Regions from separate parts of the Mus musculus genome. Here region 1 is linked to region 2. A link is a contact called in public HiChIP or PLAC-seq data. All regions are on one chromosome and are shown on one strand. Each heading gives the region's core, a stretch centred on a gene start, on an enhancer-like site or on the middle of the called end of the contact. The rest is flanking DNA. Distances are from core to core; before and after follow the strand shown. Region 1 has its middle 16 kb from the start of 4930432M17Rik. Region 2 overlaps Gm33363 (a long non-coding RNA gene).

The links. HiChIP or PLAC-seq counts read pairs in DNA pulled down with a chosen protein or histone mark.
Region 1: a FOXA1 HiChIP or PLAC-seq map of pancreatic cancer cells shows a contact between it and region 2. The contact joins two enhancer-like sites. A contact is called at or near these places in 1 of 484 Hi-C or Micro-C datasets (liver), 1 of 115 datasets of contacts at active chromatin or transcription factors (pancreatic cancer cells) and 1 of 9 other capture datasets (adipose tissue).

The regions. Positions count from the first base shown.
Region 1 is chr3:121,684,991-121,688,209 of GRCm38.p6, reverse strand. No RefSeq gene overlaps it. Among named protein-coding and RNA genes, the nearest start is that of 4930432M17Rik, 16 kb to the right of the region's middle. Within about 2 kb of position 1,624, at least 53 of the 459 cell types and tissues checked have an H3K27ac peak or open chromatin away from gene starts, as enhancers often do. A contact at or near this core is called in pancreatic cancer cells, where this site is marked.
Region 2 is chr3:121,370,404-121,373,418 of GRCm38.p6, reverse strand. Gm33363 (a long non-coding RNA gene) reads right to left here. Exons shown (of 4, transcript XR_867593.1): 2 at 1-18. Among named protein-coding and RNA genes, the nearest start is that of Gm33363, 2.9 kb to the right of the region's middle. Within about 2 kb of position 1,363, at least 56 of the 459 cell types and tissues checked have an H3K27ac peak or open chromatin away from gene starts, as enhancers often do. A contact at or near this core is called in pancreatic cancer cells, where this site is marked.

The sequences.
Region 1 (3,219 bases), core at 375-2,874, 310 kb before region 2:
ATGGCTGAATCACATGGGGCCTCCTGGAGTCTCACAGAGTCCTGGGGTTAATGGAAAGCTGTTGGAGGGCTTTGAGCCATGCTGTATAAAGGGATCGTGGACTACTGAAGATTATGGGAATATGAGAGCACAGGAGTTGATCTGGGAGCTGATAAAAGGGATAAGAGTGCTTAGGGCTGTGGGTTAACTGCCAGGTCTGAAGCAGGCCTCTGCTGTTGCTGAGCAAGGTAAATTTCTGCTCTGTGAACAAAGGTGCAACAAAAGGGTTGCCATGTTGTGTAACTCTAGGGAGCCCGGTGGCACTTGGATCCCACTGTGATTCCTGCCTCTCTGTTTTGCCCTTTGGAGTAGTTTAACAGCAGTTTGATTGGGAAACAGTGGTATTTGTGGACACTTGTGGCTGAGGTGAGAGATGGTGACAGCTTTGTATAAAGATTAGTGGCATGGCGGGGTAAGTGCAGAAAACCAGAATAAAAGTTGATGGACAATCCTTTCTGGATCCCAAGGGCAGAGCCACTATGGTTGAATGAACTCAGTGTCATAGCTTTGTGAGACTTCTCAGGAGGTTTCTCTCTTATTCTATCCTGGAAATGATTTTTCAGCTTCTTCCCCACTGAAAATACAGCGATTGTGAGGTTAAAGGAGACCCTATGTGTTGGCCTTCTAAAATAGGGCCTAGGGCATTCTAAATTTTAATGCATGTTAGCTGTCATCCCCATGACCATCAGAGCTGTGCATACTTCTAGCATTAATGACGTTAATACCTACTGCTCCACTGGAAGAGATCTCAGCTGCCATCCTCTCTGGTGAGGATAGCCCCCATTCCCCAGAAGCCATTAGGAAATGCTGTCCTCTGGCCACTATACCTCTAAGCAGCCTGTCCTTGTGCCCTCAGGAACCCTTCAAAGGCTCCCAAAAGACTTGAAGATGAAACAAATCAATGAGGAAAAGAGGCATCCAAGCATAAGTGAGGGCATGATTCAAAAGGTGTGATTCTCCATTTAAAGTTATAAAATCTGTGTATGTTCATCCCTTTGGCCCTAATGAATCAAACCCAAGGATGAGAGGAAGAGGGAGGCCTTGGAAGACCCCAAAGCTGTGGATACCTAACTTCTCTAGACCTCTCTCAGTCTTCTAGACAGCAGGAAGTGTGGGTGACTGCTCTGCCCCCCTGAATCCGAGGACCTGGGTACACTGCTAGAGTTACTCATCCTTCATGAGGTAACCTTGTTTTATTTGTTCTTGTATGTGTGAGCCATATAATTTTCTTCTTCCAAAGTTGTTAACGATGAGACTGTAGCCAATCACCCCACATAAAAGGAGGCTGACACTTTCTCACTCTTAAGCTTGGTAATGAGTCTGGCTGGGAGCCAGGCATGGAAGTGACTCACCTCTCCCCTCCTGTGTTAATGAGGTTTTACTGCCTTCAATCCTGACTCAAAGTAGCTCAGAGAAAAGTGGGGATCATAGATGCTGTGCTGGAGTGTTGCTATATAATGACATACTCAGGTGATAAGCCAATAGGAGCTACTCTAGCAGGCCCACCATCCCTCCGAGCCTGCTGCAGACACAGCCCGGTTCCTACAATGGGCATCTATTCCCCTTGTCCTCATCTGCCAGGATGCGGTGACCAAACTCCGACATTCTCTTGAAAGCCTAATCAGGCTCTTTAAGACAACTAGTGGGCTGGATTCTAATCAGTCATTGGCACTTTCCCCAGATTTCTAATACCAGCCACTTTGGCTCTTCTTAGGGATACTAATGAGAGACCTGACCCAGGGGAGGGCTCCAGCAAAACAAAGTTACTGGGGGACTTTCTGTGTAGTTTTCCTTTTTTAGTTAAATGACTGTTCTGGGCCACACCAAGGATCCTGGCCCTTTAGAAGCTAGCCAATCCTTCATTCAATACACATTATCTACCACCAACTAAGTATAGACTTTGAGGATCGAGAGACAAAGCACATAGTTCCTTTTGTTGAACTTTAAGGTCAAGTCTCAGGGAGCTGGTAAGACTATGGCAGTTGTGTGTGTATGAGGTCACCAGTATTGGGTGGTGCCTTTAGTGCAAGCTCAGAGACATCAAGGGATCACCTGAGAGGGACCCCAGAAAAGGTGTGAGAAAGTAAATGGTTCCTACAGATTCAGGGGACACCTAAACAGAAGGACCATGAATGGAGAAAGGACAGCATGTAAGAAGAATGTATAATAAAGATGGCTTGCTATGACAACTCACATTACCCACCCTTTTCCATCTTTCTGGCCATGAAGATGGAAGGTACTTCTCTGTCTCACAGACAACTTTGTCTCGCCCCCCCCCTTCCCTACAACCCCCCAAGGTTTCATTCAGCCTAAGGCTGACCTGGAATTCTTACATGAACTTCAGATCCACCTGCCTCTACTTCCCCAATGCTAGGATTACAGGTCTGCACCACTATGCCCAGTTCATATGGTACAGAGGATGGAACACAGGCAAACACAAGCTAGGCGAGCACTCTACCATCTGGGCTATGTCCTGCAATTTTGTGGCAGTTCTGATCAGTGGATGTGTAGAGGGGATGGCTGGGCCTGGCCCATGGCAGCCTCTTGGGTGTCCTCTTTACACGCTGGACTGTTTCAGCTTGTTGTGCCAGAGGAATCAGGTCATGAAGGAGCTCCAGTGTCACCTGAAGTGATTCCAAGTGAGGGGGCAGCTAATAAGGAGCTGAGCCCAGGGAAGTGACCCAGCTCCAGCCCACCAGAGCTATCTACCATAAGATAGCAACCATCCATCTGAAGTTCCTCTTGGCTCTGTCTCTCCCTTATTCCAACCCCTCCTGACCCACGCTCTAATCCCGTGATGCCTCCCTCTGTCCCTGTCCTCCTTCTTGCTGTCCCCTCCTTGCTTTCCTCCTCCCCTCTGGGGCCTCCAACCTTCGTATTCCTTTAGCCATGTTGTTGATTGTGAGCCCAGGGCAGAGGGCTCAACAAGCAGTTACCAACCAGGTCACTGGTTTGAATCTTCTCGGTCAGTATAACCTTCAGCTACTTTGTTCTTGGTCCCGGATGCCGTGAAAGTTAAACATTCACTCAGAATTAGCTGTCAATGTTTCTGTGACAATCAACCCATGAGCCTGTTCTTTTTAAGCTGGTTACTGACTACAGAGGAGTGAAAAGGACCCACATGAGGACCCTGCCTTCTAGAAGCTTCCAGTCCATTGCACAGGACCTCTAGCAGGTCTG
Region 2 (3,015 bases), core at 114-2,613:
ATCGTTAGCTATATTTCCCTAGAGATTGCAAATGTATTTCATGAAAACAAACAAACAAACCACAATATTCACAACATCATTACATAAAACAGCCCCAAACCAGGAATTACTGAAATGTCCGTCAACTATTAAATGGGTAAATGAAATGTGCCAGGTAGAGACAGACAATGGAATATTATTCAATCGATAAAAGGAATGGAATAGGGACTAGGGAGATGGCTCAGTCAAATGTGCTTGTCATGTAAGGATGAAGGCCAGAGGTCAGGCTCCCAGCGCCCATGTGATAAATCAGGCATAGCAGCATGTTCCTGCAGTACAGTTCAGGGTTAGGGGCAGCAGAGAGATGCTGATCAACAGAACTTGCTGGCCAGCCAGTCTATCTCTACCAGTAAACTCAAATTCAGTGAAAAAAACCACATCTCAAAGAATAAGATGGAGGGTGACTGAGAAGGACATTGTACTTCAGTATGTATAGTTACATGCACTCATGAGTGTGTACATACCCTATACCACACACATACACACCATACACTACCACACACACACACGCACACATGCACTGTATTCTATCAGTGAAACTTGAAAATACTATGTTAAGTGAAAGAAGCTAGTAACAAAAGACAAATAAATCCTTCTTATAAATGACCAATCCACAGAGAGAAATTGGGCCAGCAGAATCCGAGGGCAGTGGAAGGTGACATGGAAGAGTTACTTCTAACACATGTGAGTTATGTGTGTCTGGAATTCGTAATCATGGTCATACAACTGTGAATGTACTAAAACCCACTGAACTACACATGGGTGGATTTTATGTGAATTATATCCCAGTGGAAACCACTATGGCCAGCATGGAATAACTTGCTCCTTCAAGCTCAGTAAAGTGGTCTCATTTTTAATCACACCAGCATGGCCTCTCCTGCCCCCTGGGCCAGTGTGACGGAAATGTACTAGACTTTTTTTTCTTTTTTTTCCAGACAAGGTCTCACTATGTAGGCCTGGCTCTCCTGGAACTCCCTATGTAGAACAAAGAGACTGGCCTCAAACTCGCAGAGATCCCATGCCTCTGCCTCTCAAGTGCTGGGGTCAAAGGCATGCACCATGTCTGGCATTATAGTTTTCAAATTGGTCTTTTACGCCTCAGCTTCTCTCTTCCCTCTGAACTGTCTTTTCCTGAATTTGAGGTCCTTAGCTACTTGGAACACACCTGAAGTGACATTTGCACTCAGAGTCCTGATATGATCACTCTCTGGAAGAGTGAACCCAGCCACACTGCAGAGGAACTCAAGGCTCACGGATGGGCAGGCTGTGCGTAGACACCGTGTTGACAGATCTTAGTACAAACTTGAGTCATGGTGCTTCAGGCCTTGGATCTTCGAGCTGAGCCTGTTGAGTCACTCCTAGCCCTTTTAGTGTCCTCCACCCCCCTGTCTCCCCACTGAAGCTCAGACACCATGAAGCTGAAGAAGCCTTTCCTTCTAGACCCTGTGAAGTGCTGACCCACAGAGTCTGTGGGCTTCATTAAATGATGCTTGTTTCCCACCGCTAATTTGTAAATTGATGCAGAGCAACAGGTAATTAGGGCCGGAAATACAGCTAAGTCTAATGTGTGCATGGTTTCCAGCCTGGCACTGCAAATAAAATGAAAAGCTAACTGGAAAAATAACTTTCAGAAGAAGCCAGTTTCTCCAAGTTCGGTTACTTTGGCTTACTATTAAAAGAGGAAGCAATCTCTTGCCCCCAAGGCGAATGGAAGATGTGCTCCTACATCAGGAGAGGAACAGGATTTTTCTCTTCCCCTCCTTGGGTTGGCCTCATGTCACAGTGAAAGAGAAACCAGTGGATGCTTGGAAATCTTTTAACCATATGCAGATGAATAAGCAAATGGCTGGACTCGAATCCTAATCTCTTTTCCTTTCCTGTGGAGCTGAGATTTTTGTTTCCACTCTTAAACTGGAGCCTTTGAAACAGAAGTCATGTGTCTCTTAACATGACGATTAGCAGCAAGAATGTGAAAAAGGAGATAGCCAGGAAGTGTGAAGCCTTAATTAACACCCAAGTCATTTGCCTGAAAGCAAGAACAATGTTTTTGGCAGGGAAGTATGAAATCAGCTTTTCTGTCTATTTGGAACTCTCAAAGCCCACCCCCCACCTTAGTCTTTTAAAATATTGATTTCACGTTTAATGACTTTATAAAAAGAACTTTAAAAAAGTTTTCAGCCTGGCTCCCGTGACTGAGACATGGTCATCTTCTGTAAGAATTTGGGGGGGGGGGCTCGCCCCATTTCAGGGCCCCATGTGGCTGCAGACCCTCTGGAGATACAAATACTGGCTAGAATAAAACTGAAGAAAAGCCAAGCAACAGCAGGAGGGATGGAAGAGGCTGGAACGGCAGGCTCTTGTCTCTTCTCAAAAAGAGGGGGTGTGGGGGGAGATGGCTTCGTTCTTCGTTCAAGAGAAGGGAAGGGAAAGAAGACAGTTTATGGAAATACTATACACAGAGCTGTCCGGGAGACGTCGACAAATCAAAAGCCCAAACCAGTCCTTATCCGGTCCCAACCTAGTAGGCAGATTAAAAGAGGCTCAGTTCTCAAACTGATTTTTCCTGAATTATCTGGGCCTAAGATCATGCAGAGTATGTGAACGGGCCTGAGCCATGGTCACCGACAGTCCACAAGCATGCAGGCTGAGCCAATAGAGGCCAGACAGACAGAGCGAGACTAAAATGCTCTCCTTAAGATCTTACTGAAAGTCTTCTGACTCCCAGGTCTGTCACCAGAGAGGGAAAGGGAACACGCAGATGAAACAGCTGTAGCCACGCCCCATCCCGCAGCAATGTGGGCAGGCAGCGGGTAAACACATGGGCAATTGCTACAGAAGCATCCGGCGTCATTTCTAGTTCTTCCGTACTATGTGCGAGCGAGCGTTTCCACAGTTAAAAGGTCCAAAGCAGGGAGAGATGACTCTGCAGGTACAAGTGCTTGCTGCTCTTGCAGAGGACCCAGCTTCAACACCCAG